Regions from separate parts of the Gossypium hirsutum genome. Here all the other regions are linked to region 1. Evidence: chromatin contacts called from public Hi-C data. All regions are on one chromosome and are shown on one strand. Each heading gives the region's core, a stretch centred on a gene start, on an enhancer-like site or on the middle of the called end of the contact. The rest is flanking DNA. Distances are from core to core; before and after follow the strand shown. Region 1 has its middle 35 kb from the start of LOC121228803. Region 2 holds the start of LOC107948320. Region 3 holds the start of LOC107948356 (dystrophia myotonica WD repeat-containing protein).

Region 1 (4,106 bases), core at 606-3,105:
CGGAACTGAATCTTGCACTCTCTTCAGCTAAGGCGTCACAGAAAGCTCTATGTGTGATAAAGCTGTCTTTTCTGTTTGCATTAAAACAACCCCAAATTCATTACACTAACCATTTATGACCTAATCATTAGGAAGTCCTCACATATATATATACATGATTATGAGCATTTATGTACCTGGAAAACAGTGTCCCACAGTCACACTTGTACTCCCTAGTACCACAAGTTTTGGAGTGAGCTTTCCAGTCGGATTGAACGGCGTATTTCTTCGAACATTTCTCACACTTCCACTTCTTTTCTCCATGTTTTCTGCTGAAATGCTTCTTTATCCCAGTGAGGTCACCGAGTGCTCTCGATGGATCATGGTGGACGCAGGTTTTCTCGGGGCAAATGTATACCTTCTTCTTAACTGGTTCTTTGTTGTTTCTTTGCTTCAGCTTCCATGGAAGATTGTGACCCCTTCGATGAAGCTGCAAGTTTTGGTCTCGTTGGAAGCCTTTGTTGCATATTTCACATATGAATCTGTTGGTAGCCATGAGAGTTTTGGGAGATAGAGCAATAACTTCAGCATCTGGATCTGTTACGTGACAAATAAAAGAACATTAATTAATTAATTAATTAATTACTGGAATAAATCGGTTCATCAATAAAAACAAAGAAAAGGGTATCATCAAAAGAGAGAGAGAAAAAAAAAGAATTGATCAAGCAAACTTACCTGGATTTCCTGGAAGATTTCTCTTCTTCTTAACGGGATTGGATTTAGGGTTAGGGTTTGTATTATTTTGTTCGGGTTTGTATTATTTTGTTCTTGATGAACAAACCCTCCTATTGAAACAGGTAAAGAAAACCCATCACCAGACATCTTTTTCCCCCAAAACTGATAGTTATGAGAATTAGTTATAAGAAAACAACTAGCTTTCAAAACGGCTAAAAAAACGAGTTCAAAACATAAGAGAACAAGGAATCTCCAAACACAAACAGATTACTCTTCTTACAGAGATCTGGTTTTTTTTTTAATTTGATTTCAAAAGAAAAACAACAAAATCTATGATTACTGAAGAGAATATCTCTGTGTTTCTCTCTTTTATCTTTTTTTTTCTTACACTATTCAACTACGTCCTCCATTTCTATATTTACCCATATCTTTAAAGTCGGTCTCGTCAGCCATTGATGTAGATAGGCAACACCGTCACCCCTTCCCCCCCAACTTTCTTTTTCATACACAAATACACGGTTGTTGAAATTTGCTTTTGTGTGTGCAAGAAAGCGACCAAACTGCTGCTATTGAGAGACCAGCTGCTGCTGAGGTGAAAACATATTGATTTTTGTGTGTGTTTTTGTAGTTGTTGTAGCTACCTTTTGAGCTCAAATTACGTAGGCTAGTTTAAAAATATGTAAATATATTAATAGTATTTGTAGTAGTAGCCAAGTAAAAGGCTAAAAGCTACTAGAATAGAGTAATAATAGGTATAAAAGAAAGAGAAATGGATGGTATTTATTTAGTTTAGTGATAGAAAAGGAAGAACAAAGGTGAAATGAAAGGGATTTGGTTTGGGGTGTGTTTGTGTAGTGATGAGAGTGTATGAAAAAGGGCGGGGTGAAGATTGGGTTAAAAGGGAAATGCCTTTACAGCCAGTTTTGAGCAGTTTATTTACGCATGAAATGATTAAACCATAATTAAAAGTAAGAGCAGATTGGATTTAGGGGTAAGAAGGAAGAGATAGATAAAGAAAGGGGCCGAGGGGAGGGATTACTGAGAAGTGAAAGGACGGTCCGTGATACTTGTCTGGGAAGAGGGACCCAGATTTGAATTGTGATTCAGATGCTGCACCCTCCTCCAGCATCAGCATCCCTCATCAAGTCTTCCACTGCATCTTCCTACTCACACCTACATTCTCATCCTTTGTTTTTCTTCCCCACATCCCATAGTATTCGGCTTACTAACTTCCAAGACGGGTGATTTGATTTTTAAATGAGAAAGTAAATCGTCTCAATGTTTTTTCTTTTTTATCAAATTCAATCCAAAACATCAAATGTTTATCATCGTACTCTTTCTTATACAACAAAAGTCTATTATGTATATATGTTGCCACTCATATCAATGTAGTCACCTTTTATTTTTATTATTATTATTATTATTATTATTATTAGGCATTTGTAGTTTTTTTTACTTTGGTACTTGAACTTGGCAATCGGGTTTATTTTAATATTTAAATTTAAATTTCATCAATATTTGATAATGTGATTAATGCTTTTGGGATATGACTGGATTGGTCAATTGGGCTGGATTGGATAAAAAACTGACTGATACCCTAGTCCAAACAAAAAAATTGAATTTATTGAATAAAAAACTGTTCGAAACTGATAAAAATAGAATATTGAGACAAAAAATGATAGTTGAATCAGATTAATATTTTTTAAAAATTTTTATGAATTTTTAATTATCTATTTAATTATTATTTGTCTAGCAGTTAATCGATCAAACCGATTGAATTAGGAACCAGTAATCTATTTGATTCAACGACTAGTCTGGTTATTAGAACACTTTTTATGATACTTTATTGTACTACGTCATTACCTGAAAATTTATATAATTTTTTTTCAATTTTCAAGTAATGGTCTGACACGTATCAAGGTGTCGCATCATTAAAATTTTATATTTTTCAATTTTAGGGACCAAAATAAATCTAATTACTAAGTTCAAGTACCAAAGTCGATAAAAAAAGTACAAGTACCAAAGTGGACCTAATTATAATAATAGAAAAATTATTTTATGGACCCTTCCCACCACGTCATCAATGGTCTCTTTTCAACTACTTAATGATATTTTAACAAATTTTTCCATGTCATTGACATATAATTTTGGAAATTTTTTTATCATAAATCTTGAACACCGAACCCTGGACCTTGGACCTTGGACCTTGGACTTGAACCTTGAACATTGAACCATGAATCCTAAATCCTATACCTAAGCCCCGAACCATGAAATCTAAATCCTAATACTAACCTTGAACCTTGAACCCTAAACCCAACCTTGGGTTTGGGGTTCAAGGTTCAAGTTCGAGGTTCGAGGTTCGAGGTTCGAGGTTTAAGGTTCAAAGTTTTGAGTTCGTGATTCAAGGTAAAAAAGTTACTAAAATTATGTGTCAATGACATGGAGAAAATTGCTAAAATGTCATTAAATAATTTGAAATAGACCATAGATGATTTGGTGGAAAGCTTCCAAAAAATAATTTCTCTATAATATTATTATTAAAAATATGTAATTTATTTATCTAAATAAATAAATATAAATGTGTGCATACTATTAGAAATTTATAAACTATTAATAACATCTTTTTAAAACTTTCTTGTTTTAGTTTGATGATCAAATGTGGTTCATCCATAAAACTTATTTGGGTTCGAATTTTTGCGAGAGCAAGTGATAAGCTTTTATTTGGATAGTTCCCTTTGAACATTGTATAGTGTAAGTAATGTCCTTATTGTGTGATTTTTTTGATTCAGTCAAACAAAGTGGAGCCTTGCTTTTTTTTTCCCTAATTTTTGATTCATTGGATTTTGATTTTCAAGACTGTTTTTTTGTTTGCTTCTTCCTTCTTTAATCTTTGTTTTTCAAGAGTTTTCTCTCTCAAGTTTTAGGTTTTTACTTTTGTTCAAGGACCTATGAAACAATAAGACTTATAGGTGTTGAAGAAGTTTGTTTCCTTTCTTCTTCTTCTTTTTTCATTTTGCCTCATGTGTTGTTTTGCTTAATGATATAAAGAGTTTATAGCTCTATCAATCTTGCTCTTGTACAAGTTATATCACCACAAACACACTAGGCAAGTTTTAGTGACTAACATCTACAAATGATGAAAAGATGGAGATAGATCATAGCTTTTAACCCCGACTTCTGATTTTTATAACTTAAATTTTTATGCATTTTAACTCGAAAGGGTTGAAATCAGGTTTGGATGTTTGACTTTTTTAGGTTTATGTTTCTTTTATTTACTTTTTTTTTCCTTTAGTTTGCCTATTTTTTGGCATGTTGTTTTATTTACTTTCTTGTAACTTGTTTGGATTCATCATCTCTTTTATTTCCGGTTTTAGTGTCAGCTTTGGATGAAT
Region 2 (4,106 bases), core at 599-3,098, 220 kb after region 1:
GCAATGTCATGCTTTTTGTTACCAACATCGTTTTGCTTGGACCTAAAACGAATTATAAGCAAATTTTGGTGGCAAAAGCATGGGGGAAGAAAGGGCATTCATTGGTGTGAGTAGTTGAAGTTGTGTAAGCTAAGGGAGGATAGGGGGTTGGGTTTCAAAAATTTGGCAAAATATAATACTGTGTTACTTGCAAAAAAAGGGTGGCGTTTGATTAAATGTTTAAATTCACTTTTAGCGCAATCGCTTAAAGGAAAGTATTATTCAACTACTGGTTTTATGAGTGCAAATCTAGGCACTTAGCCATCATATACCTAGAAGAGCATTTGTGTTGCTAAGGGAATGCTTCAAACGGGATTCGGTGATGGCGAGTGGGTTCTGGGAACAATACCAGAATTTGGGAGAATTTAGATTCTGAGGTTGCCTGAAAGAAAAATACAACCATGTGGAGGGAACTTATCAATTTGGTTAGTGTCTGAGTTGATTAATCCTCAGGAAAGACAGTAGGATGAGCGTAAACTCAGGTTTTTTTACAGAAATAGTACCCAAAAAAATAAAAAATACCAAAATAATTTATTCAAGAAACTATGTACCAAAATGGTACATCTGGGGTGGTCACGCCTCTGTCATGGGCGGCACCACCCTAGGTCTTTTGACAAAAAAAAAACACAAATCACACAAATCTGTTAAAAAAAGGATTTGACAACTCACCTAGCACCGGTCACGCCTTCCCCATAGGCGGCACCAGTGTTGTTGCCATGGAAGAAGAAGAAAAAGAAAAAGAAGAAGAAGAAGAAGAAGAAGAAGAGGGCGGCAAGAAAGGAAAGAAAGAATAGAGAGGGAAGGAAAGAGAAAATTGAGGAAAATAAATAAATAGAAAGGAAAGTTTAAGGTTTAGGGAAGAATAATTAAAATTTTTAAAAGGTAATCTTTTTTTGTTATAAAATTTAATTTGTATATACAAATAATAAAGAAATATTATTATACAAATATTACAAATTTATAAACTTAAATATTTACATATACAAATAATATAGAAATATTATTATCTGTAAATATTTAAGTTTATAAATTTGTAATATTAAACCCTAAACTTTCCTTTCTATTTATTTATTTTTCCTTATTTTGTAACATTTAAGTTTATTTTTCTCTTTCCTTCCCTCTCTTTTTTTTATATTTCTATATTATTTGTATATGTAAATATTTAAGTTTATAAATTTGTACTATTTATTTTTATTTTTCTCTTTGTTTATTCAATAGAAATATTATATGTATAATTGTATGTATTGTTATTTTAAAAGTCGGTATAAATTTTTTTATGTTATTTTAAAAGTTGATATAAATTTTTAACTCATAATTTAGTACAGTGTAATATTTTGCAGGTTAATTATACAAGATAAGTAACCAATTTGTAATGATTAATTACAACAAATAATTATAACATGCCAAATAATTTAAATTACATAAAAAATATATCTAATCAACCTAAAACACACATAACAAATAAATTATATAAAAATAAAACATTCTTTGTACATAACATAAATAGATTTTTTTACTTCAATAAACATTAAAAATAAATTATAAATCAATAAAAATATAAAATAAATACAAACATACCTTAATAACTCTTTTTAACCAAATAATACCTTATAAAAATAAAATTAAAAATTAAATTCCAATGAAATCAACATAATAATAATAATAATAAATTAAATTATATAACAAAAAAATTATATTTTTAACACTTTAATTATTCTTGTAAAAAACCAGAAAAGGAAAAGAAATAATAACTATAGCAATTAAAACGCGGGTTTAATTATTCTTCTCTAAACCCTAAACTTTCTTATTTATTTATTTATTCCCTTATTTTTCTCTTTCATTCCCTCTCTCTTCTTTCTTTTTTCTTTCTTTCTTTCCTTTCCTGACGCCCTCTTCTTCTTCTTCTTCTTCCATGGCTGCCTCCACCCTAAGCGTGACTGGTGCTCTCAGGTGAGTTGTCAAATCCTGTTTTTTTAACAGATTTGTGTGATTTGTGTTTTTTTTTTGTCAAAAGAACTAGAGTGGTGCCGCCCATGACAGAGGCGTGACCTCCCTAGATGTACCATTTTGGTACATAGTTTCTTGAATATATTATTTTGGTTTTTTTATTTTTTTGGGTACTATTTTTGTAAAAAACCTGCATAAACTCACAGTGCATTTGGGTGAGGAAATTGCTGAAAGGGTCCGATGTATTCTTATTGTTGGGAATCCGCAGGAGGACATGATGGGGTGGGGGGAGGAGCCGTCAAATGATTTTTCAGAAAGAAGTGGCTATAAGATCTTAATTCAAAGTGTTGTGGCTGCTGATAGGAGTGATACTTATAAAACTTTTTATAAAAAAACTCTGGTAGATCAATTTACCAGAGAAAATAAAAATTACAACATAGATAATTTTTAAAAATTACATCCCTAGCTATTACAATTTGTACAATAGGAGGATACGAAGTTCAGCAATGTGCCCAAAATGTACAAGAGATGTCGAAACTTCTGAGCATATCTTTAGCGACTATCCGTCTGTAGCAGAAATATGGAGAAAGTTAGATCTTGAATGGCCTGATAATATTGCAAATAGTTCTTTACAGGATTGGCTTAATTATATTGTTTCCTCTTTCTCTACTACTACATGCAGAGCAGTGATTTGTACTCTATGGTATATTTGGTCAACCAGAAACAGGCTAATACATGACAGAAGGATCATATTATCTCAAGACATAATTCATATAGTCGAGGCTTATATTAGAGAGGTTAATGGGGTACAAAGGAAATTACCTGTTAAAAGGGTGAAGTGTGAACGATGGAGGCTTCTAGAGGCTTCTTTCCTTAAAGTAAATTTTGATGCAGCGTTTAAAGGAAATGACAGGAGATCTTGCACGGAGATTGTAACCAGAAACTAGGAGGATCAAGTGGTGGGTTCAAAGACAATAGTGAATCGTCATATACCTACGAGTTTTGTAGTAGAGGCCCTTGAATATCTCCAGGCAGTGGTTTGGGGGATATTTTTAGGGATTCGAGAAGTGCTGGTGGAAGGGGACGCCTTGTCGATGACAAAAAGGATGTGGTCCTGCAATGAAAATGGTTCGGTTATAGGGGCTTATATACACGATGCAAAAAAAAAAAGCAGAAGGTTTCACAAGATGCTCATTTAGACATGTTCATAAAGATGCGAATAGAGTTGCACATATACTAGCCAGAGAGGGGGAGTACTTATCTGGAGGGGTGTGTGTCGGATTTTGCGAGAGATGCGGTGGACAACGATCGGTGCGAGCAATAGTTGGGGGAAGTTGAAAGAAATGGTGGAAATGCTTCTCTGATAGTATCGCAAGGAATTTGAAGGGGGCTCTGACGAGAGGAGGATATTGAAGGCCGTGGGGTGAGGGTATGAAGGCTGGTGGCTTTTACTGGCCGTGTTGATTTCCTTGAAGATCGATGATCTTAGGGGGGCTCGATTTGAGATCAGGGAGGAGGTGACGGTATGATTTTTTGCTTAGAATTAGAGGTTGCTGTTTGGTTTTCCATGGAAAGGGAGAGTGGGTATGGCTTTGGAAACGATAGATTTCTCGAATGCTTTGCTAAGTGGAAAAGTTTGGTTATTATTTATTTAATTTGTTTAGTTCAGATTTTTCTATTGGGTTTTGATTTCTTTTGATTATATATTTTTTTGTTTAGTCTAGTTTATTATTATTAATAAAATAACTCAGATTCCCTTAAAAAACAGTTGAGGTAACAATGAAATAATTATTTTTATTATTTTAAAAAATATTTTTAATAATCTTGACTTTTATGTAGCTATAGTTAAATATTTTTTTTTAAATATACTTTTAGCATAGGTTTAAACCATATTACTCTCATCTCTACCCTTAATATTATATAAATATTTTTTATTTAAATAATTAATAACTTAATTTGAAGAAAATCTAAAATAATAAAAAAAATAAAATTAGTTTTAAAAAGAAAAAAAACAAATTTTGTAGTTTTGAAAATTAACTCTAGATAGATTTCAATTCCCAAGTATTTTTTTTAATTTTAAAAATAAATTAGTTAGAGTTAAATTAATTTATAAAGTATTC
Region 3 (4,106 bases), core at 571-3,070, 210 kb before region 1:
ATGGCGAAGAAAGGTTAGGAAATGTATAATGGATGTTGTAATGTAAAACTTGCCTGTTATTGACAGAACCATCTTTATTGTAATGCTGCGCCCCAACAAGCTTCTTTCCAACATCCTGTAACTGCTGTCTCAGTGACACAGAGTAAACTACAGTAATACACACAGAACTGATAAATTTGCAGAGTTTAAACCCTTGAGCTAAAATTGCAAATTAGAATAAGCTAAGAAGAATTACCATCACCAGAATTCAACCCGATAAGCAAATCATGGCCATCTTTGGCATCTTGATCAAATGCGTGGCAGATAGGGTTCGAATTACTGAAATTGATAGACTTTATTGGATCCTACATTAAACACCAATATTCTCAAAAACAACAGATGGCTTCTCTTACATCAAAAACCATAACAAAAAAAAATGCTAAATTACCTTGTCCTGAGAATTCAAATCACTTATAAAGATAGCATCACCAACGTTAAAGATTAAATAAGTCCCTTTCCCATCAAAATTCATATTATTGATTGAATTACTAGAACTTGAAGCACCCAATGACCCAATCCTACTAGTACTACCAATACTTTTACTCCCACCATTCCCTCCAGCAAATCCAAGCGTGCGGCTCCCGTTCCCAGCACCTAGCCACCTTGCTGCTGCTGATCTGACCCCACTGCTGGCACTGTAGCTGGACGATGAAGACGTCGGAGTTGATGGAGCTGGCTTCTCCTTCAAATGTGCTAGGGTAACCTGACAGCCGGACTTAATCAATACAATCTCAACAAACGAATAATACATAAGTATAAGCAAAACGATCAAAATTTGACTTTATAACTAAGGGCATTGATTCAAACTCTTTGAAGCTTAAACTTGTAATCAATAATGCTTAAACACCGATGATACAAAATGATCTAATAAAATATGTTCTTCAAGTTCTTCTAACAGATGGGTACATGTAAAAACCCCTCTTCTCACTAATAAATTGGAAATGTTCTCATTATCTAATTATAACATTAGTGTATCAAAAACACAAAAAGGAAAACCCACACTAAAATAAAAAGAAATAAAGAAAAACAAAAGAGAGTAATTTAAAGTGAAATCGGATGATTGGTCTTGATCAAAACCCAAATAAGTAACACAAAAGATAGTCTTCTTTTCAATAATTTAAGAAAAAAAAGGAAACCCTAGGAATTTGAAGTTACCTGAGTAACAGTTTTGCCATGAGCATAGTGAAGAAGGCTAGAAGGGTGAGTCTTTTCATAGTGAAGCTTATATCGACCTTCTGGAGTTTTAAAATAAGTCTTCAAACCCGGCGATTGAGCGTTTGCCGAGGACGAAGAGGTCGAAATCGTACCGTTGGCCGTGTTGATCATGGTGTCGCTTATCTTACACCCGATAACATCTGATCATGACACACTAGGGTTTCTTCTACTTCTTCCCAATTTTGAAAATTTCTTATTTCCTAAATCCGAAGACCAAAAGAAAACCCAAAAAGAAAATAAGTCTTTTATGGGTAATTTTCTGTTGTTGAAATGGGGAATGGGGGATCAAAGGAGGAGAAGGGCCCTGTATGGTTGGAGTTATGAGAAGAGGTTAGACTTTTCGGGAAGTTTAAGGGAAGTCAACGGAATGGACGGTGGAGGATTCAAGAGAGTGATCTTATTCGGTCTTTGTAGTTATAAACTGAGAGAGGGATTGATGATGAAAATGGGAAAGATTTCCAGGTTTTCTTTATTATAATTTATTTTGTATTGAGTTTGATATGCTCAGATTTTCACCTCCATTTTCTTGACTTTGGGCACTTACCATTCGGCCCCCAATTATGTTCTTTTCTATTTTGTATTTAAAAAAATCTCCTTTTTGTTGTAAATTAGACGGAGGTCGTAAACTCTTTTTAAGCATATTAAAGTAATGAGATAAAACTCTTTACTTAATTTATAATTAAGAGATTATTAAATAAAGTAATTAAAAAACTTTAATTCATTCAATGTAATACCTTTATTAATTGAATGTAAAGGAGCTTATAAATAGTACCTTGTAAGTGAAAATAAAATAATGAAATTTTCTCGTATTTTCATCCTCTTTTATTTATTGTTTTATTAATTTTTCTATAACACGTTATCAGCATGAGTTTCTACGAATTCATAGTGAAGTTTACGTCATTTCGACTTTTTATAATTTGCCCGTATAACTCCCGTTAAACTATATACGGTATACGTATTTTCATAATTCTTTTATTTTATTTTCTAGATGAAATATTTGTTTTGGGTAACATTTGCATATTTATTTTTACAACTAAAATCTAATAATGATAATTTATATATACATTTTTTTATTAAAAGAAATTTCAATTAATTTAATTTGTGTTAAGTTATTATCATGACTATTCCTCTTTATGCCAATATTTGACATACATATTATTATTTAGCAAATTTGGTATATATAATTGAATTATTTACGATTGAGAATACTTATTAATTTATTAATATTTTTTTTATTTTGATTCAAGTGATTATAATGTCAAATCTTGCCAAACTTGAATTTGCGGCCTTAGACATCTCAGGCAAGAACTATTTGTCATGGGTGTTAGATGCTGAAATTCACCTATATGCTAAAAGTCTAGGAAATACTATATTAGCAAATAAAGAAGCATCTAATCAAGACACTGCAAAAGCAATGATTTTCATCCGTCATCATCTGCATGAAGGATTAAAAGTGGAATATCTCACTGTGAAAGACCCTCTTGAGTTGTGGAAAAATTTGAAAGAACGATTTGACCATCAGAAAACTGTGATACTCCCTAAAGCTCGTTATGATTGGATGCACTTACGGTTGCAAGATTTTAAGACTGTAAGTGAATACAATTCAGAACTTTTCAAAATTAGTTCTCAACTAAAATTATGTGGAGAAAACATAACTGATAAGGACTTGTTAGAGAAAACATTTTCAACCTTTCACGCTACTAATGTGCTCTTGCAGCAGCAATACCGTGAAAAAGGTTTTAAAAGGTATTCTGAATTGATTTCATGCCTTTTGGTGGCTGAGCAAAATAATGAGCTATTGATGAAAAATCATGGAATTCGTCCCACTGGTTCTGCACCATTCCCTGAAGTGAATGTCGCAGTACACAATAATTATAAAAATAGAAAATATAGAAGTCGCGGCCGAGGTCGTGAACGTAGTAGGGGACGTGGTCGGGGACGTATTAGTAATCGTTATCATGGTGGTCATAACAATGATACTTCTAACCACCAGAAAAATAATAACAATGAAAGACAAGAAAGAAGTGGTCAAAATAATCCTTCAAAGATTGTTGAGAATATATGCTACCGATGTGGTATGAAGGGGCATTGGTCACGTACCTGTCGTACGTCTGAGCATTTAGTGAAACTTTATCAAGCATCCATTAAAAGGAAGGGAAAGCATATGGAGACAAATTTTATATCCCAAAATGATGAAATAGAGGCAAAAGATGAAGATATTCACTATAATAATAAAACTGACCATGCCTACAAGGATGATAAATTTAACGACCTTAATAATATAACTTATCTAGATGTGGCAGATTTCTTTGAGAATCGTTAGAAAAATTGATGTTATTTTGACACTTTTTAAGTATATTTTATTTTCTTGCATAAAAAAATAATTGATATATTTAATAAATATTTGTAATGTTTATCATATTATATTTTGTTTGTTTTTATGAAGAATATGAATATTCAACAAAATTTCGATAGACCCAAAATCAATGAAGACATGTGTCTTGCAGATAGTGCTACAACACATACGATACTCAAAGATAAAAAATATTTTTCTCATTTGACAATGAGTAATGCCCATGTTAATACAATATCGGGTAGTTTAAAACTTATTGAAGGCTCTGGAAGAGCTATTATATTGTTACCTAAAGGTACAAAATTTATCATTGATGATGCTTTATATTCCACCAAATCTCAAAGAAATTTATTGAGTTTTAAAGATATTCGTCTAAATGGATATCATATTGAGACTATGAATGAGAAAAATGTTGAATGTGGAAAGAAATATATTTTGGAAAGGCTACCTGCTTTTTCATCAGGTTTATATTATGCACATATTAGTGCAATTGAATCAT

Evidence for each region. Hi-C and Micro-C count contacts between places; a contact is called where the count stands out from the background.
Region 2: a Hi-C map of leaf shows a contact between it and region 1, with 3 times the contacts expected there. The contact joins the promoter of LOC107948320 here to the enhancer-like site in region 1. A contact is called at or near these places in 2 of 34 Hi-C or Micro-C datasets (leaf and petal).
Region 3: a contact with region 1 is called in a Hi-C map of leaf, with 3 times the contacts expected there. The contact joins the promoter of LOC107948356 here to the enhancer-like site in region 1. A contact is called at or near these places in 10 of 34 Hi-C or Micro-C datasets (callus, hypocotyl, leaf and 2 more).

The regions. Positions count from the first base shown.
Region 1 is chrA04:68,468,051-68,472,156 of Gossypium_hirsutum_v2.1, forward strand. It overlaps the pseudogene LOC107948313. Among protein-coding and RNA genes, the nearest start is that of LOC121228803, 35 kb to the right of the region's middle. Within about 2 kb of position 1,856, at least 2 of the 9 cell types and tissues checked have an H3K27ac peak or open chromatin away from gene starts, as enhancers often do. A contact at or near this core is called in leaf, where this site is marked.
Region 2 is chrA04:68,687,440-68,691,545 of Gossypium_hirsutum_v2.1, forward strand. LOC107948320 reads left to right here and starts at 1,849. Exons shown (of 2, transcript XR_001697331.2): 1 at 1,849-1,989; 2 at 2,255-3,654. It overlaps LOC107933779 (a long non-coding RNA gene), which reads right to left and starts at 3,033. Exons shown (of 2, transcript XR_001693706.2): 1 at 2,809-3,033; 2 at 2,349-2,553.
Region 3 is chrA04:68,258,686-68,262,791 of Gossypium_hirsutum_v2.1, forward strand. LOC107948356 (dystrophia myotonica WD repeat-containing protein) reads right to left here and starts at 1,821. Exons shown (of 11, transcript XM_041111084.1): 1 at 1,195-1,821; 2 at 428-742; 3 at 236-344; 4 at 54-147. The coding sequence starts at 1,365.